Regions from separate parts of the Rattus norvegicus genome. Here region 2 is linked to region 1. Evidence: chromatin contacts called from public Hi-C data. All regions are on one chromosome and are shown on one strand. Each heading gives the region's core, a stretch centred on a gene start, on an enhancer-like site or on the middle of the called end of the contact. The rest is flanking DNA. Distances are from core to core; before and after follow the strand shown.

Evidence for each region. Hi-C and Micro-C count contacts between places; a contact is called where the count stands out from the background.
Region 2: a contact with region 1 is called in a Hi-C map of kidney, with 4 times the contacts expected there. The contact joins the promoter of Lyrm7 here to the promoter of Rapgef6 in region 1. A contact is called at or near these places in 3 of 12 Hi-C or Micro-C datasets (kidney, mammary epithelial cells and psoas muscle).

Annotation. Positions count from the first base shown.
Region 1 is chr10:39,154,884-39,158,626 of GRCr8, reverse strand. It overlaps Rapgef6 (Rap guanine nucleotide exchange factor 6), which reads right to left and starts at 2,004. Exons shown (of 28, transcript NM_001107003.1): 1 at 1,775-2,004. The coding sequence starts at 1,843.
Region 2 is chr10:39,481,994-39,485,736 of GRCr8, reverse strand. It overlaps Lyrm7 (LYR motif containing 7), which reads left to right and starts at 1,764. Exons shown (of 5, transcript NM_001134729.1): 1 at 1,764-1,800. The coding sequence starts at 1,783.

The DNA of each region.
Region 1 (3,743 bases), core at 755-3,254:
GTCCTCATAAAACTCTGCACATAATTCCATTCACACACATCAATATAATGTTCATCAAGTCAAATCCCTGAACCAGGTATTGTGAGGCTCACTACCATCCTTATACAAGCAAAGTGTTGACAAGTTATGGTTCCAGGTTTCTGTGAGCTACACAGGGACATCCATTTTAATTCAACAACAAAGTCAAGTTACAAAGGACAATAGGAACAACTTTATTTTAACTATTATCTAGCTTATTTTCCCTTTCCCCAATTCTCCTTATCCTATTATTGGAAATAGCCATGACTAGTTAGCAATTTACTTATTTATCACCTACCTTCTCGGTTCCTTAATCCATCAGAATGTAAGTACTGTACGGACTTGTTTATTTTGTCCACTAAAATCTTCTATTGTACAAAACAGAATCCTGAACAGGTTGTCAATAATTACCAAATTAATATATTTATAACAAACCCTTAAGAGTCTACTAAGAGGGGGTTGGGGATTTAGCTCAGTGGTAGAGCGCTTGCCTAGGAAGCGCAAGGCCCTGGGTTCGGTCCCCAGCTCCGAAAAAAAGAACCAAAACAAAAAACAAAAAAACAAAAACAAAAAAAAACAAAAAACAAAAAACAAAAAAAAAAAGTCTACTAAGAGAATCTTCTGACAGCACAACCGAACTTGTGAGAATTTCACGGAATTCTTTGTCAAAATAAACCATCATTAGCACTCTGGATAATGATTTATTAGTAGCCCAAATTCTACACTCATTGAAAAATACAGCCAATGAATCCAAGCAGTTAATATTCCCTTCAACAATGTTGCTCTTCCAGTAAAACGAGATAAAAGTCCTCAACGCAGCACACATGACCAAGCGTAACTTCCCCAACAGTTCAGAAAACTTCCTCTGCTTAAAAAGACTCAATTTCAAATTAAATAATTCGGTACCTGAAGAGAAACAGTTTCCCCTCATTACCTAAATAATGTTCGTAAACAAAACTTAGAATGCACATTACAATAATCATCACCACAGAAAAGCTGATTCATGAATTATAAGTGGGAAAAGGATTATAAGTGGGGAAAAAGTAACCCCTGGAAAGGGGGAGGCAGGAGTTCCTACGCAAAGATCAAGGTTTCAATAAGCAAACTGGACTCATCACAGTTTCAGTAATGGCTATAACAAATTCATGTCCCAGAGTGTTTGCCCCAAGTTTCTGAGACTTTCTATGCAAAGCACTATAAATCTGAAACTCGAGTGACTAAGAATTAAAGCATTTCATTTCAATTACTGCAACTTCAAACAAGACGACTCATTGCATTTTACATCGCTGTTGGAATATTTTTTTTCTTTTGGTATAATATACACACAGCCACTAAAATTACAGAAACGTCTTCAAACCAAGAAAACTTACCAAACATTCTTAAGTTTCCCACGGACAGTTTGAAAAAGTACCTAGGGAACCACTCAACACGCATCACCCGCCACGGAACTTAATGTCTGACTTACGCAGTCTGATACGGACATTGGAAACCTGTCTTTTGCGGGCAACTGTGAAGTATCTGAGAGCACGGCACGCACGGGCTGTAGTATGAACTGTCTGTTACACATTACAATTCCCAGCCTGTTTCTCAGCCCACCTGAGCACACACAAACTCAGAAGCCAGTCAACAGTAACGGTGCTTTCTTATCAGAGGTACAAGGAAGTCCCCGGCAGGAAGCGGCAGGAAAGGTGCTCATCAGCCCGCGCGACCACGGCCAGGTCGGGGCCGATCGGTGCTCGCCAGTGCCCGGCCTTACCTCAGGAGTCCGCTCCGGCGGCTTCTTCCTCAGTGCCTGCCGAGCGCCAGGGTCCACGGGCGAGTTCATGTCCGCAGCCACACGCTCCTCAGCCTGCGTCTAGCTGCCCATTCTCCTAACCCGGGTGTGCGCCGGCCCCAACGGGAGGGAAATGAGAACTGTCGCAGGGTCCAAACTCAAGCAAACAAGTCTTCGCAACGCCCGCCCAGGGCCTCAGCCCACGCGCGACTGGCCAGAAAGACGCCTGCGCGGGGGCGAGAGAGGACGAGAGCGCAGGCGCACAACGAGCACGGTAACGCCCGCCTAGCCGTGACGTAAAGACTTGGGCGTGGAGGGGGCGGGGAATGAGCGGCTTGGATTTCGTCGCGAGAGTCGGTCGCAGGATTGTAGTTTCCGCATACCCAGCTTCCGGTTAAGATTCCGGAAATGCTACGAGGGCGTCGCCAAAAATAGACTACCGGGCAGAGCTGTGGGGTAGGTGCTCTGGCTTAGCGCCCAAGTCCGGAAGCCGAGGGGCTCTTATGGCCCCGCGGAAGTCGAGGCTGCCATTCAAGAAGCGGGGAAGCCCACGCACCGCCGCCCAAGCCACGGGTCTCGAGGCAGTACTCGTGCACCCAACCCACTGCTCCCTTGCAGTGTATTCTACGCGACTTTGAAAAGCAGAAACAAACCACGAAATCGCTAGTGAAAGCTGCCTCCAAAAAACATAAACAAATGTTCTGAAGACTAGAGATATATTTCAAAGGGTAGCCTGCTGGCTTAGCATGCACCAGATTGTCCTGGACTTGATGATGGAGAATGCCTAAGCGCTGTGTGCATAATTGTAGGATCTTTAAAGGGTTTATGACCTAAAAGCCTCAGGGGACTAAGGAGCTCCTGATAGGAAAGTTGACAGATAACACCTGTGGGCTGTCAAAATCCTTGACACTTCTGAGATCAATACACCAACCTCTTCTTGGTATTTAGCACTTTTAGACTGTTGGGGAACTGACCCGCAGGTGAAATCTTGTATCCCACAAGTTTTTTTCTCCGTTCTATAAAACTCACAAGCCCTCTGTACCACCTGTGCAGCCTCCACTCCCGTGAGAAACTTGTGTCTCTTGTTCTGATTATAGGACAAAACTTCCGTGGAGGTAGATCTGTTCTTATTTCCAATTGCCTCCAACAATCCTGAGCTAACATCCTTGACTAAAGCTCGGTGGACAGCGAGAGCGAGTGGGTGGGGCTGCTTTAACCTAAGCAGTAGGAGCAAACCTTTCCACCCCTTCCTCCTCAAGCAGCTAGGTTTAAAGTTGCCTGGAGCCAAGGGATGAGTGGTTTTGTATTGAATTTTACATTCTAGTCTAACAAGCTTCAGTTTCTTTACTTGTTCTTTGGTGAGAAAAACTGCAAAAACTGAGTAACAGTTATTATTTCTGTTGTGATAAAAGTAACCCTAGAGGGTTTATTTTGGCTCACAGATTGAGCTGGAACTAACAGGAGGCTGTCAATCACTGGACATCAGTGCAGGGAACTGAACTCTGGCCCCCTCCCACTGCACTACTTGCTCTTAAACCACAGAGACATCTCTGCAACCTACTGTTTATTATTTTAAATGTTTCTTTTGTGTGTGGCATGTGCCACTGTGCTCATGGTGGCATCTTAAAGGAGTGTGTTTTTCTTTCACCATCTGGGTCCTGGGGATCAAACCCAGATTATCTTGGTAGCAAGTACCTTTTCTGGCCATGCCATGGTGGCAGGGGTGTCAAGTGGCTGTTCACTTTGTCCACGGGCAGGTAATAGCACATTACCCCAGGCCCAGGAGACAAAAGAGTGGGTTTTTCCTAACTTCATTAGAAGCTTCCTTTTAGACATGCTCAGAGATTTCTCTCCTTGGGGGAATTCTAGAGTCTGTCAAATTGACTATCAGTGTTAACCAGCGCAGGCTATTTCAACAGTAAAGGCTGACTTTCAGAATTCCAGAATCCAT
Region 2 (3,743 bases), core at 515-3,014, 330 kb before region 1:
CCGGTCCTCTGCTGATCAGTAAGTGCTATTAAGCACCGACCTATCTCTCCAGCCACAGAAACTGTATTTTCAAGTAACAGAAGGGTTTTGGTTAACTTTCTAGCTAGAAATTATTGCTATAAACTATTCTTTAAAAAAAAAAGAAATTAGGCTATAGTACAAAAGTATAATTTTAAAAAATTACTCCAGAAGGTACCATAATATGTCACAAGATCATCTACTTTATTGTTCCTTGTATAAAAGACAATAGCTACTGTCCTTGATTTGATTGTTTATATTAAATGCTCTTCTGCAAATCTAGAACCTTAACTTTTTTTAATATTTTATTTTTATGCATTTACCTGGCATATATCTACACCACATGCATGTGGTGTCTTTGGAGGACAGAGTGTGTGTGTGATCCCCTAGGACTGGAGTTCAGACAGTCGTTAGCTGCCATATGGGTGTTGGGAACTGATCCCAGGTCCTCTGGAAAGAACGGCGGTGTTCTAATGCTTTGTGCCAGCTCTAAAGCCATCAATATAGAATATAACAATTTCTAAAATTGACAATTATCCTTCTGTCCTCATAAAGACTTGTTAGGCATGGTATTACACATTTGTAATCCCGGCCTTGGGGAGAGAGAGATGGGAAGATCTCTGAGACCAGGTCAGCCAGTCCAGCCTAACTAGTGAGTTCTGGGCCAAGTCTAGGTAGAAAGCATTCCTGAGGAAAGGTACAGGTTTGGTGGTTGACAACTTTTATTCCAGCACTCCAGAGGCAGGCAGATCTCTGTCTGAGGCCAGCTTGATCTATATAGCAAGTTCCATACCAAACAGGGTTATAGTGACTCCCTGCCTCAAAACCAGACTTTTTTCTCTTTTTGTTTTTTGATTGACATAGTCTCATATAGTCTAGACTGGGGCTGTCCTTGAATTCCTGATGCTCTTGACTTTACCTCCCAAATACTAGGTTTGCAAGTATGTCCCACCACATCCAGCTTAATCTTAATAAACAGCTAATTTTACCTAAAAGTAGCCTAAAATGTTACAGTAATGTTGAAGGCAAACGGTTGTGAAATAGGAGCAAGGTGGAAATTTTTATCCATGCCTGCAAGTCCTAAGTTAAAATGCATATAAATGTTTTATGGTTATTACTATGAAGCTTCTAATAAATTATTTCCTACTTCAACAAAACCAAAGAACGGGGCAAGATAAGTAGGGCAACAATGCAGAGGGGAGGAGACTCTGGGATCAAGCGTGTGAATTCGAGCAGGCAACTCGACCACACCTTCTGGGGGAATAATTAAGTGAATGTACAAACAGAACGTTCAGGATTCAGCGTTCTGATATGTATGGACTGTAGTTGTTAGGATTTAGCATTTGTTTGCTCACGTTTCCAAGCAGTCAGTCTCAGCCGGGAAACGTTAAAATAAAGACACTTAAGAGACGACCCACGCCCTTAAACAAGAGATAAAAACGAGCAGGTTCCGAAGCCACCCATTAATAACCGTTGTGCGCGCGCGCCACACTAGGCGCGGCGGAAGAGACTCTGCCCTTAAAAGACATGGCTTCCCGGTTACTTCCGTCTTCCTGTCCATAATTTGGCTCCGCGGCTTCTCGCGGTTTTATACTTGGATTTGCTTAGCAAACGTCTGGCCTTCCTTCTGCGGGGAGGGCGGACTAAGAAGGATATACTGCATTCTGATTGGTTGCTATGCGGAGCGTCTCCGGCTGTGCCCGGGCCGTGATTGGTTGCCAGGAGGGGGCGGCTTCAGAGGCGGAGTCAGCGGCGTGGGCAGCCATGGGTCAGCCAGCCAAGGTGACAGGCCCGGGAAGAGGGTGTAGGGATGCTTGAGGCTCAAGACCCCGGCAAGGGAGGGAGGCGACCCCGAGGGCTGAGAGTGGAGGAGGGTAACAACCTTCAGGGGTGATGAGTAGTAGAGGGTGACGATTTCGAGGGTATTGAGATGACCCGATGGACCGTGAATGGAGGAGGGTGAAAGCCATGTAGGAGACTGAGTGGTGAGGATGACTACTGCGAAGGACGGTAGTGGAGAAGGGGGACAGTAAGTGAGGAGGGAGAGGATCACGAGGAGCGGTGAGCGGAGTGGGGTGAGAGCTACATGGGACAGTGAATGAGGAGGATGCCTGGACTATGAAAGGTGGTGAATAGAGGTGACTGGTGACCATAAACCGATCATCTTTGCCTTTTTTTTTTTTCTATTCTTTTTTTTCGGAGCTGGGGACCGAACCCAGGGCCTTGCGCTTGCTAGCCAAGCGCTCTACCACTGAGCCAAATCCCCAACCCCCATCTTTGCCTTAATAAAGAAGTCCTGCAGTAGGAAGATTATAAACAATTAATAAAATCGGAAGAAGTCCTTCAAATTAATAAACAGCATGTTTTGTGAACCTATAACTAGGATTTAACTTACTTAGAGGAACACAAAAGTCTCTAGAGGGGGAGAGGGAGCGTTGCTGAGCCTACTTGTTCATGGCAACATAGATCTTGTCTCGAAATAAAAGAATCACAAGGACAAGGCAAAGACCTGAAGTTTGATTAAGAATTTGGAGGAGCCCACGCTGGCTTCCAATCCACATCAATCTTCATGCTAAGTGCTGGGATTATAACTGAATCACTACACCCAGCTACTTTTTGCATCTGAAAAGAAGTTTCTTAGTAGGTCTGGTTGTATTTTAACTTACAGTTGGAGCCCTTGATTAGCCTTTTCAAGGCTCTGGCCTCCATGCCCAACACTGCATAAATAATAAGTAAAAAATATTATTTATTCACTTCAATGTAATATTGGTTTTAATATTCTTGTGGTAATAAAGATCACATTTTCTTTTAAGATAATTTATTATTATTATTTTATGTGCATGTGTGGTACTCAGCAAGGCCAGGAGAGGGAGTCAGATTCCCTGGAACTGAAGTTACAGGGAGTTGTCAAGCTGCCATGTGGCTGATGGGAAGAACCTTGGTCTTCTGTGAGAGCAACCAGTGCTTTAACCTCAGAGCCATCTCTCCAGCCCCCATTTTCTTTATATTGGGATAATGGTCTTAAATTAGTTGTGGTGTTTTGTATTAATGGTTATCCCCCCTCCTCACCCACAAGAATTACTACTGGGTTTGCAGGTGTGTGCCTAGACACCTAGTCTGTGTGTGTGTGTGTGTGTGTGTGTGTGTGTGTGTGTGTGTGCGTGCGCGCGCATGCGTGCGTGCTGCCCTGTATTTTCATGGGTTCTGAGGATCCAAACTCTGGTCTTTACTCTTGCAGAATCACTGAGCCATCTCCCTAGCCCTAAATCTAAAGTGGATTTTCTATCTTTTTTTTTTCTTTTAAATTTATGTGCATTGGTGGTTTTTTTTTTTGCCTGCATTCATGTCTGTGTGAGGATGTCAGATCCCCTGGATCTGCAGTTGCAGACAGTTATGAGCTTGCTCGTGGGTGCTGAGGATTGAACCCAGATCCTCCAGTAGAAGAACAAGTGCTCTTAACCGCCGAGCTACCTCTCCGACTTCGAGACTTTCAGACATGTATATCAGTCTTAGGTTCATTCCGATTCCGTCCCCTCCAGTTTCTCAGCTGTCCTCACCGCTGCTCCTTTCTAATTTCATGTATTATCAAAATGTCAGGCTTGTGTGCTCTCCCGTCCCTGTCCCCGCCCCACTCCCAAGTACTCAGGATGCTGAAAAGTCTTGGCATTCCTTCCATTTTTCATTTCAGAAATTGTACTCAGGCTTTCCCTATGCTATCTGAAACA